Linked DNA regions of Gossypium hirsutum: region 2 is linked to region 1. Evidence: chromatin contacts called from public Hi-C data. All regions are on one chromosome and are shown on one strand. Each heading gives the region's core, a stretch centred on a gene start, on an enhancer-like site or on the middle of the called end of the contact. The rest is flanking DNA. Distances are from core to core; before and after follow the strand shown. Region 1 has its middle 5.1 kb from the start of LOC121208361. Region 2 holds the start of LOC107896884 (transcription factor MYB16).

The links. Hi-C and Micro-C count contacts between places; a contact is called where the count stands out from the background.
Region 2: a Hi-C map of leaf shows a contact between it and region 1, with 3 times the contacts expected there. The contact joins the promoter of LOC107896884 here to the enhancer-like site in region 1. A contact is called at or near these places in 10 of 34 Hi-C or Micro-C datasets (anther, hypocotyl, leaf and 2 more).

What each region holds. Positions count from the first base shown.
Region 1 is chrA10:89,452,530-89,455,229 of Gossypium_hirsutum_v2.1, forward strand. No RefSeq gene overlaps it. Among protein-coding and RNA genes, the nearest start is that of LOC121208361, 5.1 kb to the right of the region's middle. Within about 2 kb of position 1,437, at least 5 of the 9 cell types and tissues checked have an H3K27ac peak or open chromatin away from gene starts, as enhancers often do. A contact at or near this core is called in leaf, where this site is marked.
Region 2 is chrA10:89,531,792-89,534,650 of Gossypium_hirsutum_v2.1, forward strand. It overlaps LOC107896884 (transcription factor MYB16), which reads right to left and starts at 1,475. Exons shown (of 3, transcript XM_016822182.2): 1 at 1,061-1,475; 2 at 843-972; 3 at 1-310. The coding sequence starts at 1,193.

The sequences.
Region 1 (2,700 bases), core at 187-2,686:
CCATTTCTTGAGAACTCCCTTGAGTTTTACTGCCATTTGCCCTTTTAAACTACCCATTCCCGACCATTCATTCTCAATTAGTCTCCTACAATCTTGCTTTTTAAACCATGCATTAACTAACTTGAAAGGTCTTGGTCCTCAGTCGATTGTTTCATTTACCAACAAAACTAGTATGTGATCCGATATCGTTCTGTTTAGTCCTTGCTGTTGTAAGTCTTTCAATTGAACCAACCATTCTTCCTCTAGTAAAAATCTATCAAGTCTACTACGTCTATTGTCCGGACCAATCCATGTGAACTTTTTCCCCAATAACGGCAAATCTTCCAATTTACATCTATCAATAAAGTCACCAAACTCCTTTGACCCCTTCTTTATGCCCGAACAGATGATTCGTTCACTTCTATTTCTCACCATGTTAAAATCCCCACCTACTATCCATGCATTACTAAATTTACTTCTAAACCCATATAGATCTTCCCAAAGAATTTTTTGATCTGACAGATTGTTAGGAGCATATACATTAATCAATACTGCCTTCATCCTTTCACACACCTACTTTCCTTCAATTACAATAAATTTGTTCCCACTAAACTCCATATTGGTTGTAAACATACCTTTATCCCATATTGTTATCAATCCTCCTTACCTTTCTATTGCAGCTGCAAATTTAAATTCAAAATAGTCATCGCCCCAAAATTTTCTAACTAAATCCATTGACACCATTTCTAACTTAGTTTCTTGAAGGAAGCAGACATTTGCCATAGTCTTTCTCACTAATCTATTGACAGCTTCTATTTTAGCTACAGGCCCCAACCCTTTGATATTCCAGGAGACAAATCTCATATTTCCAATCGAACTAATTAAATAAAGTAAAATCCAGTAAACCAGCCACTCACCAATTATCCTGAATTCCTCCTCCCTCTGTCTTTGATAGCTCCCTATTGCTGCCCTTCAATCCTCATTATCTCTTCGATTACTATCTCCTCATCGCCTTGGACACTAAACCCCAATTTTTTCCCCACCTCCCACGTCTTCTTCGCTTCTTTAACAATGACTTTTCTTCTGTTACTGATGTCTGAGTCCGATAACGATAGGTTTGCTATGCTTTCGTCGTTCCTGGAATCCCCATTTCCCTTTAATTTTCTCATTCCCCTATCTCTCTTCAGCTTTTCTTTTGTTGTGAGCACTGTATCCTGAATCTTCTGCATAAATCTAATTCTCTCATTCAACACTTTCTTATTTCTTTTGTTTTGTCTTATTTGGAAAAGTTCCTCTTCAAGTTCAGATGCTGCAACCCGATCCCTTGGTTCCTCTATTTCTTATAAAAATGTTGAATTTTGATTTAACTTTGGGTTCCCTTCATTGATTGGAATCTGCATTTCTTTCTCATTTAAGTCCATTTCATTGCCCTCAACTATTTGTGTTTCTAGCCCTTTATTCTGATCCAATACCAATACTGAGCCCATAGTAATTAAATCTTCTTGACCCTGATCCGTCAAGGCTTCAATAGCCTCCCCTTTGAAAGCTTTTTCAATAAATAATACAAATGTAATTTCAAAAATAATTTAGATAGAAACATGATGAAGTCGTCAAAATGGGTGGAACATTTGAAAAGTTAAGCTAATTTAATTGACAAGAACATGAAGAAAATGTATTGTAGATAAGATTTTTAAGCAAGAAACGTGAACCAATGCTTCTTGCAGATTTTTTCTTTAATATTATCAGTTTGCCTCAGAGACTTAAGTCTGATATCCATATAAATATGTCTTGTGTCCAAGAGAATCAGAAATGGAGTAAATATGAGACTTGAATATTATATTTTTGTTGCATTCATTTCCCCTTTTTCCATTAAGTTGAAGCTTTCAATTAAGGTGCCAGTAAACTTAGGCTAGATAAAGACTAGCATTGGGAGACGTCTAATATAACTTATAGACTATATATTTGCTCTATGCTTCTTGGTGAAGGCTAGCACATTGACTGAATTATATCAATGACAATGGATAGGTTTTGAATAAAGCAGCCTGGTTCTCTTAGGTTGTATATGTTAATGCTGAAAGATTAGTTCGATAAGTATATGCAATTGTTTTAAAAAATTTTAATTTATTTAAATAATATTACATTATACTTATATTTGAATATTTGTATACGAACAAATACAAATACTCTAGAAAACTTAAAGGTTATATAACATGGTTTCTATAGAAAAACAGATCAAAGCTTTCTAAATTTTTCCTTCCTTCTTCAGCGGTTTAATCAACAAAAAGTGCTCCCCAGAGATGCTTGTTTAACAGCTAACTGTTTAAAAAAAAAATTGTGATATAAATTGATTTGTTGAGCAAACCTTTGAACAACTTGTCAAGAAATAAACAGACTTCAAATCTCTAAAATTTAGATGAAAGTGATGGGGTTTATCAAATCTGACTTAAAATCATAGTTATCTATCTTTTATTTCGTATGCCAAGATTTGTAATTACCCTATTTATAATATTAATTTCAAGATTCTAACTAATATTATCATAAAAAGATGTGAAATTTTGTCTCCTTTTGGCATTAGAGAAATGATTAAAACTGTGTCATAATATGTATTATATAATTAGACATTAAATAAAAAATAATTTATATAAATTTAAACTTGAAATTAGAAAGATAAATAAAAACATTAATAAAAAATAAGATTTTTAAAATATTTTCTTCTCATTT
Region 2 (2,859 bases), core at 225-2,724, 79 kb after region 1:
TGAAGAAGCAAAAGCTGCTGTTGGTGGACGAGTCAGGCGGTGTTGAAATGAATGTGAATGTGAACGTAGCTTTGATTCTCGAACCAATCTAGCTTCAGCTTCAAGCCTAGCACTTTCCCACTGAGCCATATGGCTAAGGTTTGCTGCACTCTTGGATTGAGAATCAATGGAGAGTAAAGCATCAGATTTTGGCTTGTGAGTGATCGGATCAATCCCCAATTTGGCTAACCTTTTCTTAAGATGAGTATTCCAGTAGTTTTTTATCTCATTATCTGTTCGCTTTGGCAAGTGAGTGGCTATAGCCGACCACCTGCAGACACAAGAAAATACAACCCTTTATCCAAAACCAAGATAAAAGAAACCGTCAACTGCCCACAAAACAGTTTCTTTCGATGTTTCAATCATCTAAAAGATAAAAAAAACAAAACCATTGATCAGATAGACAAGAAAATGACGGAAGAAAAATGAAAACAAAAAACTGATTTGCGAGTTAAATAAAACCCATTAGTCTTTTAAAGATACCATACTATAAATAAAGAAGGGTTTTATAGGTGATAGGGTAGACTGGCAGCAGTTCAACGTCTAAGTAACTGTGTCCGGCCATTATATACAAATATATATACAGCTGAATCCAACGAGATTTTTAACTTAAACTTGACAACCAAATATGGAAAAATAGGTTGAGAAATTGAGAACACCCAAGTTCAGAAAACAAGCTATGTTTTTAAAGTGATAACGGACAAAAACTCTGAAATATATATTCAAGGGTCTTGATGGAAAAAGAAAAGAAAAAAAAAACTATCATTTCTGACTAAGCAACATTGTGATGAAATTTTCTTGACCTGTTCCCTAAAAGGGCATGAAGTTGAATGATAGTTTGCTCTTCTTGCATGCTAAACTTTCCTCTCTTAATATCAGGTCTGAGATAATTAGTCCATCTAAGCCTGCAGCTCTTTCCACATCTTTGAAGACCTAAACAGAAAGTAAAAGAAGAAAATTTGAGAACGAGAGAGGAATGAGAATGAAGTAAGCAAGAAAAGTAAGGCTAGGGTTTAGTCACCGGCTTTGGCCGGCAAGGCACGCCAGCTTCCATGACCATGTTCTTCAATGTAAGCTAAGAGTTTCTGATCTTCTTCTGGTGTCCATGGTCCTTTCTTCAACCCCACTTTGTCACAGCAAGGTGATCTCCCCATTGGGTACAATATAGTGAAATTAAATGAGAAAAAAAAAGAAGAAGAAATTTAAGTTGGGTTCTGTTTTAACAGCACTCTTACTTACACAAGATATGATAAACTTGTGTAAGAGTGAGAGAGGAGGAAGCTTGTGTTTGTAAATGAAGAGATGGGCAGAGAAGAAAGGTACGCCAAATAAATGGGATGGTCAGAGTATATGCTAAAGTAACATTTGCAATGAAGAATTTAAAACCCAACTTTAGTTAACATTACTTCACTACGAAGCTTTGCCTTACTTGATTCATAGGGCATCCAAAAATTGTCCCATTTATGTATGGCCAAAATGGAGATTTCGAAGGATTTTTGGGTCCTCACAATTAAGAAAGCAAAAGGGTACAGTAAATGGTGTGGGGTCAGATCTAATATTTCAAGTCTCTCTCAAAATTTTCTTACATTACATTACTCACTGTGATGTGACTTCTTTAAAATTTTGACCCATTTTTTAAGATGTATTAATTAGCTACTAAAGTTGAATTTCAATAAAAACAAAGTATTTTAATAATTCCAGCTGCTTTTAGATTTATTGAAGGTTAAATGTTAAAGTTGTAGGCAATTTGGTAAAGAAGCCCACACACACATATGTATAAGAAGAGTGTTACAAAAATATTACCGTAATCATTTGATTAGGAAAAGGGTTGAGTTGGTTCTCAATTATTAATTAAGTTGTAATTGAATCAACAATTGAAATATTAAAAGTAGACACGATTGATTATTCAGTTTGAGAATTTGTTTTATATTTATGAGGTATTATTTAAAGAGTAATTCATTATATATCAACAAAATAATACGTGATTTAAGTTCAACTCATTTATCAAGCTGTAACTTCATTCTTATACATTAACAAAGATCACTCTCCCCACTAAGTATTTCTCTTAGAAAACTTAGCTACAAGTTAAACCTCATAATAGTTTGATTACAATGTATTTACATTGAAAATAAGTTTCTAAGATGAAGTAGATTTGAGCTCTCTACAACTTGTACATAATCAAGTAAACAAGCCTTCTTTAAATAGGCATTTTTGTCTTGCAAATCTCTAACTAGTGTGAACGATATATGCTCTTGTAATTGTGCTTCAATTAGACTTCTATATGGCATTAAATAAGCATTTTTTTCATTTATTGGACTTCTATAGAAATTGGATCTCATCATATATGATAACTTGATCACATGCAGAATCTTCAAATGAAGTCCTGTAACACCCTTTACCCGTAACCCACGTCGGGGCTAGGTACAAGGCATTACCTAACTTGATCTCATGCATACAACCCATCTTAAATTACCGAGACTCAGTCCAAATTAAAACTTTTCAATTTCTACTTTAATCATCTTATTATGGGCCTAAGAGCCTCAAATTGATCATTGAAAACTATTCGAAACCATTTCGGGTCCTTAAACCAACATTAGGAAATTTGCTTTTAAAACAGGGCATACGCCTGTGTGGAAGGATAACATGCCCGTGTGACCATTTCAAGATGGTTGTGTTGATTGCCTGTGTGGCTCGCACGGCCTAAGCACCCTAGGACATGCCCGTGTCCCACATCCTTGTAGAATTAATTTCTAATTTAGACCTACAAGGGTTTTCATGTAACGCCCCTAACCCGTATCCGCTGCCAGAATAGGGTTTCGG